3 separate regions of the Mus musculus genome follow, and all the other regions are linked to region 1. Evidence: chromatin contacts called from public Hi-C and HiChIP or PLAC-seq data. All regions are on one chromosome and are shown on one strand. Each heading gives the region's core, a stretch centred on a gene start, on an enhancer-like site or on the middle of the called end of the contact. The rest is flanking DNA. Distances are from core to core; before and after follow the strand shown.

The links. A called contact is a pair of places that touch in the nucleus more often than the background predicts. HiChIP or PLAC-seq counts read pairs in DNA pulled down with a chosen protein or histone mark.
Region 2: a contact with region 1 is called in an H3K4me3 HiChIP or PLAC-seq map of bone marrow-derived macrophages, with 3 times the contacts expected there. The contact joins the enhancer-like site here to the promoter of Hspa13 in region 1. A contact is called at or near these places in 2 of 484 Hi-C or Micro-C datasets (bone marrow-derived macrophages and nephron progenitors), 4 of 115 datasets of contacts at active chromatin or transcription factors (bone marrow-derived macrophages and embryonic stem cells) and 3 of 9 other capture datasets (adipose tissue, embryonic stem cells and liver).
Region 3: a Hi-C map of B cells shows a contact between it and region 1, with 1.7 times the contacts expected there. The contact joins the enhancer-like site here to the promoter of Hspa13 in region 1. A contact is called at or near these places in 13 of 484 Hi-C or Micro-C datasets (B cells, CD4 T cells, the G1E-ER4 cell line and 9 more), 5 of 115 datasets of contacts at active chromatin or transcription factors (CD8 T cells, the HPC-7 cell line, bone marrow-derived dendritic cells and 2 more) and 1 of 9 other capture datasets (liver).

What each region holds. Positions count from the first base shown.
Region 1 is chr16:75,764,537-75,768,714 of GRCm38.p6, reverse strand. Hspa13 (heat shock protein 70 family, member 13) reads left to right here and starts at 1,897. Exons shown (of 5, transcript NM_030201.3): 1 at 1,897-1,980; 2 at 3,431-3,771. The coding sequence starts at 1,956.
Region 2 is chr16:75,981,618-75,985,795 of GRCm38.p6, reverse strand. No RefSeq gene overlaps it. Among named protein-coding and RNA genes, the nearest start is that of Gm15555, 17 kb to the left of the region's middle. Within about 2 kb of position 1,820, at least 46 of the 459 cell types and tissues checked have an H3K27ac peak or open chromatin away from gene starts, as enhancers often do. A contact at or near this core is called in bone marrow-derived macrophages, where this site is marked.
Region 3 is chr16:75,919,423-75,923,600 of GRCm38.p6, reverse strand. No RefSeq gene overlaps it. Among named protein-coding and RNA genes, the nearest start is that of Samsn1, 12 kb to the right of the region's middle. Within about 2 kb of position 2,345, at least 50 of the 459 cell types and tissues checked have an H3K27ac peak or open chromatin away from gene starts, as enhancers often do. A contact at or near this core is called in B cells, CD8 T cells, bone marrow-derived dendritic cells and 4 more, where this site is marked.

The DNA of each region.
Region 1 (4,178 bases), core at 648-3,147:
TTCTGATTGCCTTCTCTCTATCCTTTATTGATGCCAATGGTTACCACTGTGCTAAGCACACAGTAACTGTTCGATAACATTTATTAAAATTATCATTACCCATCAAAATCATCAGTTGGATGTTTGAATTATGCTTTCTTCATTCTTCCTAAGAACTTTGGCGAATAGTAGTCATATATCCACATGCTTTTCATTTTTCACATGACAAAGTATTTAAAAACACTAAAGTGTATTATAATGGGTCTCTGTTAGCCATAATTCAGATATAAAATCATTATATATGTATGTGTGATAATATCTATCTGTAGATAGGTAGGTAGACAGATAGACATAGACCAACCTATCATAGATAAAGTACATAGATAGCTAGAAACTTAAAAGATACAAGATTTTACGCAAGTGGAAAGCCAGTAGAGGTTCTTTCCCACAACTAGTAGACCTGTCGCCAATTAGGACTATTGATTTGCACCTAGCCAGAGAAGCACATTTAAGTTTCTAGGACCTTAAGTGTTCATGAACTTTCCCAACAGTAAAGTCACGTCCAGGAGTCCTTAAGTCGTATCAAATATTAAACAGTGAGGGGAAAACATCATGTTTTATATACTAAAAACCACCTGTATCCTCCCCCTCAATAATTGTGGTTAATCTTTTCGTCTTGCTGGGATTCAGAATCATCATGGAAGTAAACTTCCGGGTATGTATATGAGGGCGTTTCTGACCTGATTAATTGAGGCGAAAAGACTTCGCCTAACTATGAGCACTGCTATTCCGACATCCAGCAGGTTCAAGGCTGAATTAGAGAGAGAGAGAGAGAGAGAGAGAGAGAGAGAGAGAGATGCCTTCGTTTCCTGTCTCTGCTTCCTGACTGGGTGCAATGGGGACAGCTGGTTAAAAGGTCTTGCCTCCGTGACTTCCTTGCTATGAGGAACTGTACCATTGAACTTTGAGCCAAAATAAATCTTGTCTTCTTCAAATTGCTTTGCTAACGTGTCTTATGGCGCCAGGGGAAAAGTGATCGGATAGTCAACACGTGAAAGGACGGACCTGTCCAGGAAGACAATTCTGGCCATTTATGACATAATTAAAACGAAAAGTAGAATGTATCTTTCCATATTAGTTGGTAATAGCATATGTGAATGTTAATATTAGATTTGAAAATATCTTGGATAAACCATGCGGTCCTGGACAAACTTCATTCCTGACGAGCCCGTGAAATAATTTACTGCCAACAGCATCGGGCTGGCATTGCATTTAATGACTGCAAGGATATTTGCAAAGCAACGAACAGGTACACCAGAGGTGGGGTCTCCGGTAGGACTGCCCCACTGTGGAATGCTAAGGGGACTTCGGAGGGCTTAGGAGAAGTCTATCTAGAATCTTGATTTCGACCAAAGACGCATAAACCTTAAAAAAGAGGCTGAACAACAAAACGAAACAAAAAACAAAAACAAACAAACAAAAAAACCGGAAGTTTGAATTCCCCGCCTGCCTGGCAACGCAACCCACCTCGGAATCTTAATTGGTTTTATCCTCTTTATGCCTTCCAAGCTCTGGACAGTCCAGAACTGCAGTTCCCACAATACAACGCGGTGAGGCGGGGCTACAGGGACTTTTTTTTTTTTTTTTTTTTTTTTTTTTTAACCGCGAGTAAGCTCGCAGCGTTTTGGGTTTGATGAATGACAAACTCTGGCCTTTCCCAGACGCTGCTCCCACAACAAAGCCTGGTTTGTTGGGCCTTCGTGCGTGGGGAGGCCGAGTCTTCCCTCACTGGCCTGAGTAAAATCCGCCCCGCGGCCTCATGGTAGATGGAGTCATTGCTGTGGTGGAAATCGTAGTTCCTCCGGCTAATTCGGAGCCGACGGACTACATTTCCCAGGAGGCTGCGCGACAGCCGGCGACTAGGGGGCGGTGCCTCCCATCGGTACAGTCATCCTTCTGCCTGTTCGGCGGGACTGATGGCCGGAGAGATGACGATCTTAGGTCAGTATCTCAGGGGTCCCTGCAACTATGGAAGTCGACGGGGAAGTTCGACGAGGTCTGGGTGGGCAAGGGTTGGTTGTCTCACTCTCTGAATCACAGGTCACGCAGCCGAAGGGAGCCTGAAAAGGGGGCTAAGGCTGTTTGGAGCTGGTGGGGGCGGGGCGTCTGGAGTCGGGGGTCTGACTTGCCGGAGGCCTCTTGGGGTCGTGCCACCAGCCACAGGTCTGAGAGACGAGGGCCTAGGAATGCTAACGACCTCGGTCTTGAATGGGTAGCCGAAATCGGTTCTCTGTGCGAGAACCCACTGTGAATAAGAAGGGGATCTCGAGATTGAAGACTCTTGGCTTCACTCGGGATGCGGAATTGGGAGGGATTCAAGTCCCTGTGCATTCTTAGATGGATTCTCTTTTGAACATACCGATTGGGAATCAACATTCCCTTGCCAAACGCTGAGATGCTTTTGAGATTTGTCTGTAGGTGGGAAGAGACAAGTGGATAGGTTCTTGGTCTGCTATGATGTGCCAGGCGTTGATTTGAAGGAGCTAGCAATTACCAACAGCACTACCGAGTGACATTATGGGTTTGAGTGGGGACAGGTGTATTACGCAGACTAGTGAAACCAAATCAGATATTAATTCTAAACTCAAAGTGATGTTCTTATTCGCTTTTGTGTACAATATGCCTGATGTTTCTATATGATCTTTTCCCTTAAATATTTGCTGAGCCTCTGCTCTTCATGGGCCGTACTATTCAATGGTGACTAGAACTTGCCTTCGGGAAGTTTACATATTGTTGCTATCAGGGTTAGCACTTGCATACTTCTTCCCTAATATCTATTTTGAAAAGTATATCCTTAATGAATGCTTATATATGCAAAATCTCTTCTGGACTCTATGAGGTAACAGTAGTGCCTAAGCAGTTTTCAGATCAACATATCCAACTTACGTATTTTATCCTTTTGAATGGGTAAAGACGATAACCAAACAGGTTAGACTTACATACCAAAGCTGTCTCTGTGGGAATTTCATAATGGCATTTCATTTTAGTAATAACAGGTAAAAACTGTTTATGAAGCTATCAATCTAAATAGCAATAATCCAAGAAAACTGGATTGTATTTAGCTTTAGTTTCACATTTGTGATATTTTCATTCAACAACAGCATAATGGTTATTTAAATATCTTTACATTTTATTCCTTTATTATCATGTAACGGATTATACAAAAATACATTTGTGAGGGCTTTTGGTTTTTGAGGGTTTTTTTTTTCTCCTTTGTTTTTAATTGTACCCCGATGGAATGTTAAAAACTTGATGTCCAAAAGAAGTAGCTAATAATCCTATAAAGTGAAATATTTTATGTTTTGTTTTAAAAGTGCTACTAAGAAGATGTTGCTATAGGTACAGTATATGGTGGTAGCTTCATAAAAACTTATCTTTTTACCTTTTGCAGGTTCAGCTGTTTTGACTCTCCTCTTGGCGGGCTACTTGGCACAACAGTATTTACCATTGCCTACGCCAAAAGTGATTGGCATTGACCTGGGTACCACCTACTGTTCGGTTGGTGTATTTTTTCCCGGGACAGGAAAAGTGAAGGTGATTCCAGATGAAAACGGGCATATCAGCATCCCCAGCATGGTGTCCTTCACGGACGGTGATGTGTATGTGGGCTATGAGAGCCTAGAGCTGGCTGATTCAAATCCTCAAAACACAATCTATGATGCCAAACGGTTCATCGGGAAGATCTTCACCCCGGAGGAGCTGGAGGCTGAAGTTGGCAGATACCCATTTAAGGTAGGAAACTAATCTACACTCTGCGTCCATTTGATTTAACGGTGCTGTTTGAATTATGTGTCAGGGAATTGTATTCTCTCAGTGAGAAATCCCACAGCAGCTGCAGGGTGGATCAGTTCAGTGACTTCCTGGTGCTACCAGGTCAGGATATGGGGCCTTGCTGTGCACTCATCCCGCCATCATCACAGTTCCAGTTAGTTCTCTCAAGACATTTTAGGAAGGATGCTGAAGCCCCGTGGACTGTGAATAGGTATTCTCTATGTGTGTACATTTTGTATGCGTACAACATTTGTACACTTGCTGTCGTGCTTTCTGGCTTATTTGAAGTGTGTCAGTATGTTACACACATGTAGTGCATGTACCTCACTAGCTTTAATGGCTGTGGAACTGCTATTTTATTACAGAGT
Region 2 (4,178 bases), core at 571-3,070, 220 kb before region 1:
TCACATCTTGAACCATAAGCAGGAAACAAAGAGAGACAACTCAGAAAGGCATGAATCTTGAAACTTCAAAGTCTGCCCCTAGTAACTTACTCCCCCTTGTAAGGCCACCCCTCCTAAACCTCCAAAACTCAAGTATTCAGATACTTAAGGTTTCTGGGGTGTGACTCATTCAAACCAGCACATTTCACTCCCTGCCTCCCATAGTCTTGTGGCCCTATATTAATGCCAAATGCATTAAGAACCTCAACAGTTACCATATTCTTTCAATATCAACACTACTTAGGAGCGAATTCCAAAGTATCTTCTGAGACTTAAGGCAACATCTTACTTTTAACCCTGTCTTAAAAAAAAACAAACAACGACAATTAAAAAAAAAAAAACCCCTCAAAACCAAAAAGACAAAGTACATACTCCAACAAATATTAGAATGGAACATACATTGCAGTCCCAGAAGGGAAGAATGGGGACTAGCTCATAGTGAGAATAGAGTAGATCAATGAAAGACTAAAAGCCATCAGGAAACTCAAGCCCTGTGTCTAATGTGTAAGGGCTTAGATGGCTCTGTTCTTTCTTTTATGCTGCCTGCAACTTCGTTCTTTCTCTTGGGATGGTTCTACTCCCTGTGTGCAGTACTCTTTGGCATATTTCGCATGGCCTTGGCAAGTCCAACATCTCGTGGTCTTTAATGTAACCCAGGATTCCTTTATACAGCTTTACCCAAAGGCCTCATCCCAAGACCCCTCTGATACAAACCTAGCTTTAGCAGCTCTCCATAACAGTAGAGGAAGATGCCATGACCCATTTTCTTCTGTGTTCTTTATGATTCTAAAGCCAGAGCTATGTGGACAACATTGCCTTGTTTGACTGCCAACTTGGGGTGAGCCCACCTCCCCTTGAATCACATGGGCAGCAGCTTGTGTTTCTTGTTGCTTTGTAGGAGCAGAAACTTCTTTAAAGTCTTTTCCTGTCACAAGCTGGAAGAACAGCTGGGTGGGGTCTTAGCTGGATGGAGTTGGGCCATTGCCTTTGTTCCAAATGCATTTCGACCCCTCCATAATGGTACACATTTCCTTAACAGCTACAGCCTCTCTTCCAGCACAAGCCTTGGCTTGAACATTAAACTTTCCAGTGTCCTTCTTTTCTCAAGACTCTTATCTTGTATTTATTTCTGCCCCATTTGCCTGTTTCTCACTGTAGATCTGCCCAAAGGTGTCGTCAAATAACCATGTGACAGAATCAGTACTAGGCTGCCTTGAAATCTCCTCCACCAAAGAAATTATTCCACAACTTTAAAATTTAAGCTCAGGCAAGTTCTTAGGGGAAGGACAAAAAGTAGCCACATGTTTGCCCAAACATCACAAGAATGGTCTCCAGTCCAGTTGCTAATATTGGTCCCCCTAAGACATCATGTGCTTGGTCTTTATAGTATGCAAAGCCCTCAGCACTCCTGACTTTCTAGGTCCTATTAGAATGTCCCACTGAGTTCTCTTTAGAGTGTTCAACTACTTTTCTAGTTCAAAGTATCCAAATCTTCCATAATTGTGGAAAAATCCACATGGTCAGGTCTGTCTCTGTAATACCTGACTCCCATGTTCCAATTTCTGCCTCAGGTTTTTCTTTTCATGACCAAGGCCACTTATAAAAGGAGGAGATTATTTGGTGCATGGTTCCAGAGAGATAAGAATCATGGCATTGTGACAGGAAAGCATGTGAACATACATCAGGTATGTCGGCTGGAGCAGTAGTTTAGCTCACATGAAAAACCACAACCAGGAAGCAAAGAAAGAAGACATAAAATGACATGAGTCACTTAAAACCACAAGCTTGTCTTTAGTGACATACTTCCTTCAGCAAATACACATTTCTGAGTCCTTCCTAATGGCCACCAACTGGAGGCCAAGAATCCAAATGCCTAAGAGTTATGGGGTACATCTCATTCAAATGATGGCAGTCAGCTACCCTGGCATACACAGAGGTATGTAACAGATACCCTTTCCTAAACAAGTTACTAGGAAGGACTTGAAGTTGTCCTTTGGACTTTGCATATGCATAAAAAGGTACACACACACACACACACACACACACACACACACACAAACACACACGGACAAACACATACACAGACATACAGATACATACACAAACACACAGGCACACACAGAGTAACACACATACACACACACATAGGCATACACACAAACACACAGGCACACACAGAAGCACACATACAATCACAGAAACATACTCACAGAGAAACACATACAGACATATGGTCACAAATACACATATAGACATACATACATATACACAAACTCACAGACACACACATATACATTCACACACATATTCACACACATATACACAAACACATAGACATACAAATATACAGATACAGAGATACACATATATTCATATACACAAACACACACACAGACATACACACACACACACACACACACACACACACATATAAGATAAAAAAAGATAAAATAAGTTCATTTGCTATTGGCCATCTGCTGCTGTGATTGTGGCCTACCCTTGAGAATAGTCTGTTTCCCAGAGAGACAGTTTAGAGAAGATTAAATTTTTATTTGCAAGTGGTTACGAATTGGGGGTAGCTTTTGTGTTATGAAGGCCTTATGTGCCCATTTCTCCTTTTGGCTATAGGATCCCATCTTGTCCAGACTATGCCGGCTTGGTGGATGCTGATGCTGCATCAGTCTGCGAGTTCATGTGTGCTGGGATCCTCAGAGCTTCTTCTTTCCTCAGTGTCCTCCATCCCCTCTGGTTCTTATACTCTCTGCTTCCTCTTCCCCAGGGTTGCTTCGATTGATCTTTGAGTCAGCAGAATTCGTTAGGAGCCATCTTATTGCAATGGAACAGTGGCATTTGGTTTCCCTCTAGACCCCTGGCCTGTCTACTCTCAAGCTCTTTGTCACCTGAGCAGTGTAGCATAAGGATTCCCTATTGTGGAGTGGGCTTTAACTCAAGTCAGATATTGGCTGTTTGAACATAAGCCTTGTGCCATGGTTGCATTGACACATTAAAAGAAACTTTTGTAATTAGTTTTGCTTTAACCCCGAGGTTTATAGAAAAGGCTAAACTTGGCTTTAAGGGCTATCAACAGTGAGAAAAAGCTGCAACCAAGTTGGTTGTGTGCACAGGATGTGTGTATTTATCCACACATACAAGTCAAACTCCTTGCTTCAATCATCATATTGCTATCCTTTATCACAGCAGAAACAGTAAAGATGAGTTCATGCTGTCAAGCCTGAACAAGCATCAATATTGTTTTCTCTTTACTCAGTTTAGCCTCTGATTCCTATCCCCACTGGGTGTTTTTATAAAGCAGAACTCATGCATATGATTTTATGCTTCAATATGTAGTTATAAAATAAGAACTATTATTTAAATATGTAATCACAATACCTCTACTTCACTAAACACAAACAAGAAAAAGTTCTAGAACATCCCTACATGTAGAGCAAAGGTTAAAGAGCCATTGTTGGCTCACGTTGTGTTTTAGAGTTGGCTTATGTCAATCAGGGTCCAAATAAGTACAGTTTTTGGTTCATGCCTTTTTATGTATTTACTTCCACTTTTCTGTTGCAGATCCTGATTTGCCAATTCTTTGAACTTTGCCACTTCAGTCCTTGTAATATTTTTAAATATATGGTTTTCTGTACACATTCCCCCCCCCCAAATTGTTAAATGTCAAGATGCAGTAGATTCAACTTATACACACACACACACACACACACACACACACACACATATACACACAGACACACAGACACACAGACACACATACACACACACACACACACATGCACACACCTCTGTCTGTATCTTTGTATGTTTTCAGAGGCTGGCTACTTTCTATTATATTACACTACAACTCCTGTTCATCTCTATTTTTTGCCATGATAAGACTGCTCAGGGAGATCTGGTGGTTCTATGGAACACTCACTGTTAACCATCAACTTTCTAACTAAACCTCAGCTGCAACTGTTAATTATTGTCCATATATGTTTTCTTTCCTACAGAGTATAATGGCTATATACATATATTACATATAATATGTATATATAATATCATGTAGTACTATATGATATTATGTAATTTATATCAATATTGTAATACTTAGAATTACAGCCATCACTCTATACAGATTCTTT
Region 3 (4,178 bases), core at 1,096-3,595, 150 kb before region 1:
CTATTCCATGGAATCCCCATCCCTCCTGGTAATCGGCAGCTGCTGGAAGCTCAGCACACCTTTGTGAGTGGTGCCCTAGCTCTGGCTCTCTCACGTGTCCTCACATCATGTGTCTTCACATGGACATCTCTATCCAGGAGCTCCTTTTCAGCTCTTCCCTTGTGCAGGGCCAAGTACTCCCACAAATTACAGGATGCCAGCTCTTTTGGATGATAGGCCGAACTTATTTCACTATAACATTGTCTTTGGTACATTTGCAACAACTTCATTTCTTTTGTATTATGTACACCAGTGCCCAAGAAGTTGAAAGAGGGTATCTTAATCACTGAGCTGGCATTATGGAAGGTTCTAAGACACTATGTTGAATGGGAATGGAACCTAAGTCCTCTGTAAGATGAACAAGTGCTATTAACTACCGAGACATCTCTCCAGCCCCCAAGCCTAATTATTTTGGTGGGTGCATACTATTCTCCAAACATATTCTCATTCATAACCTGACCATTGGTTAACACCTCCTACAGCTTTCATTCTCCCTCTTCTCCTCCCCCTCCTCCCCCTCCCCCTCCTCCTCCTCTCCTCCCTCTCCTCCCCCTCCTCCTCCTCCTCCTCTCCTCCTCCCCCTCCTCCTCCTCCTCCTCCTCCTCTCTTTTTCCTCCTCCTTCTTCTTGCTTTCATTCTTTTTTAACACATTTGTTTTAAGAAATTGCTTCCTTTTGCCAGAGCATACCTACAACTCTCATGTCCACTTCTATCATACTCTGTGTTCACTATTGAAAGGCCTGTACCTTTTCCTGCATCTCTAGGTATGTGGCACATTCCTATTTTCTCATAAGTGAAACATCCCCTTACCTTTTTAACAGATAGTTGTTCTACTCAGTCCTTTCACTAAGTGTACAACGCACATTGCCTTGTCTTTGTGTCAGTCACCTGGCTTCCCACTAATAACTTGTGGAAAGCCATGCACACGTCAACCTAGCATTGGACTACCCTGGTAAAGTGTTCAAGCCAGTGTAGACAGTCAGTAAATTTTAAATAAAGGATATAAGGTCTTCCCTTGAGACGAGAAGCCTGGCAGGTGGATCCCAGAAGCAATGACTTAGTGTAACTAGGAGTTCTGCTGAGGGATATCACAACGCAAGACGTAGGACAAGCATAGGAATCAGCTGTAGACGTCTCCCTTGCTGTGATGTCTATTCCATTACTGAAGGGATTTCTTCAATACTAACCTCCAGCTGAGACGACCTTGATTGGCTGAAACAGAGAAGATGATTCTGTGGAAATGATATGACATAATTACTGGCTAGATCTCGACTTCTAAAAGTCACAAGTCCATGCTTCCACCTGGGGTCTTATCACATTGTACACTTCTTTTCTGTTGAAAAAAAAATTATCAGTTGTCCAAGGCACCATCTCCACAAAAGAGAGTTTAGAGATTCAAAATCCAATATTCAGAGATTAGAGGGTCATATGCTACTGGAGGTGGGATCTGTAACTTCCATCACTGGGGAAGAAGTGATTTCATTTCCATGAATGTTTGCCAGAGAGCTAGTGTCTCAGAATCAGTCTGCAATCAGGAGCTGACCTGAAAGAAAGGGAAATGCAAATAGTCAGGTTCCCATATGCATAAAATCAGAATAAGTACTTCACACAAAGGCTGTTAGGGTAAAATAATATATGTAAAAAGGTGTGGAAGCCTTGGGACAAAATGTTCTATAGATCAATAATAGATCATTATCATCATTAAGAAGGTATGTGAATTTATATTATGGATTTCACCATAAAACAAAGTATTTTTTTCCAAATGATTCCCGGTCTGGGTTTCAACAAATTTCCAGTCCTTTTAAGTCACCACATTCAGCACTCACTGACTACACCGCATCCTTTTCACTGAGGAGGGGTATGGATTCTGGGGTTCTAATCATGGCACTTGTCAGTCTAGGAAGATGTCTTGAAGTATGCATACTTCTGGAGAAGAGATTCATTCAATAACACTTCCTGAACCGGCATCTTCACTGAGCTGAATGACAGTGCAAACAATAGGCCTACATTCTGCCTTCAAGGTACATAAAAGAAAAGTCAAGCATCTAGGGGGATGTGCCTGAAGAAGGTCCTGTGAAGAGTCAACAAACAGAACAGTGTCTTACTGATAACAAGGAGCCAGACATGTCCAAAGAAAAGAAACAAAACAAAGCAAGCACTTCATCCCTAAGTAAAGGCCAAGACAAGAGAGAAAAGAATGGTTGGCTGAGCACAGTAAGACAAGTCCACATGATCTGATGAGGGAAAGGGCAGTACAGAGCCAGGGGGAGAGGCTCAGATGTTAAGGCTTTCCAAGTTACAGGAATGACTGTGAAGTTCAGCGGCAAACCCACAATGAAGTACTAGCCTGAAATATAAGTGAAAGCAGAACTTACTGTTCTTATAGAAATTTCCCCTGGTTAGGCATAAACATCACAGTCAAATACCATGACAGCACGTGACAATACAAGAATATCAAGGTAGCAGTAAAGATAGGCACTCTGGCTTTAGAAGTTGGGAGGGACACACTACCAGAAAGTTGTGTGTCACAACGTGACAACTTTCTGAATTGACTTCACATGCCACATCCTTTTCACTCAAGAGGGATGAAAGACCACATCCTGGAAGGTGGGTGGGGCCCGAGGACTAGCCATGTCATGATTTGCACTGTTGCAGTAGATGGAATTCAGATTTACTAAGGCATTTTCCACATCAGAAAGTTTGTGCATACTGTGAGATTTAATCCCAACGCCAATCCCAAGAGGAAATAGTTCACCACTGTAACCAATATCAGGACTTAGATCTATAGAGCATACACTGGTCCCAAGTTCACATGACATGTCTGAACTCAATGCTATATTAGTTTTACAGGGTCCCATTACTTTTGTCACCTCAGAAGTCCTCGTGCCTAGGAGAAGCAGAATTTTCAGCCAAGCTTTTCCACAGACGACTAATTATCTAAGTATGTAGCTCACTGTGAGGACACTTTAGGTGCTCAGAATTCTTGGCCCTGAAATAGAACAGAGTCTGATTCCTACCCAACCTGATTTTGTTTTGTACTACATTGTTTGTCTTGGGCTGCTGGGCACAAATGTTAATGAGGCTAATTGAGTCATCAGTCTACTCAGTTGACAATGAAAATCTAGCATTCCTTTCTCACAAATAGAGCTTTTAAGAACAAGTTTGCTTATGAGAGAGAAACATAAATGGGTTGCACATATGTCATAACAAGGTCCTGTAAAGGACCATTCTAATTTGCTTCCTAGTAAGGAGAAACACAAAGGCTTTAGAGAAAGAGCTTTGGCAGCTGGGAGGGGCTGAGCTTCACTGTGGTTTACAATTTGGGTAGGATCCTCGTGTTGTGTGTGGGGTGGAGAGGCACTGTGTGCTATGTATTATACTGATTTTCTTAGAGATCTCCTGTGCGTCCCTTCTTGATCAATGGTAAAAGTGGAATTCTAAAGAAGTGAAGTTACTTCATATATATATAAGACATGATAAAGATTTAATTTTGTTGTGCTGTAGTTTTACACTAAAAGCATCCACACTATTTTGTTCCTTTGTTACTGGACTAACACACAAACATTTCGCCTTGTAATTGTATGGTAGAAAGAGAGGAGGACATGAAGATGATGGGAATCCTTTTCATAAGCGGTTTATATATTACCATTTATAGTTTCACAACTATAGCGTTCTCTCAATTGATAAGGTCTGAACGACTATTCTGAGCATTCATGATATTTCCATAAATCTCTGATGAATGAAGATATAAAGGAGATAAAAATGGTCTTTCTCTTCCCGTTTAAGGATTGCTTTTCTAAGGAAAGGAAGTACAGATATATCTCTTCAGCAATATTTTATTAATTTCATTTCTTCTTCAGAAGGTTGACAGGAAATCATACTCTATCGATCCGTGTAACCTACCTTCCTCTGGTGATTCTGAGGAACAAAGTATGATCTTAGCAGGGGATTTAAATAGCATATGTCAGAAATAGTACTTTCAGACTAAGGTTGACTTTTTTTTTTTTTTTTTTTCAAAATATCTCTACTGTCACAGCTGTGATAGGAGCAGAAGTCGCTTTCAGCCAAATGAGATATAATTCAGATGGTACTAAGGTGATTTTCATTTTTGTGTGTAACAAGAACGTGAGTTTTTAGGT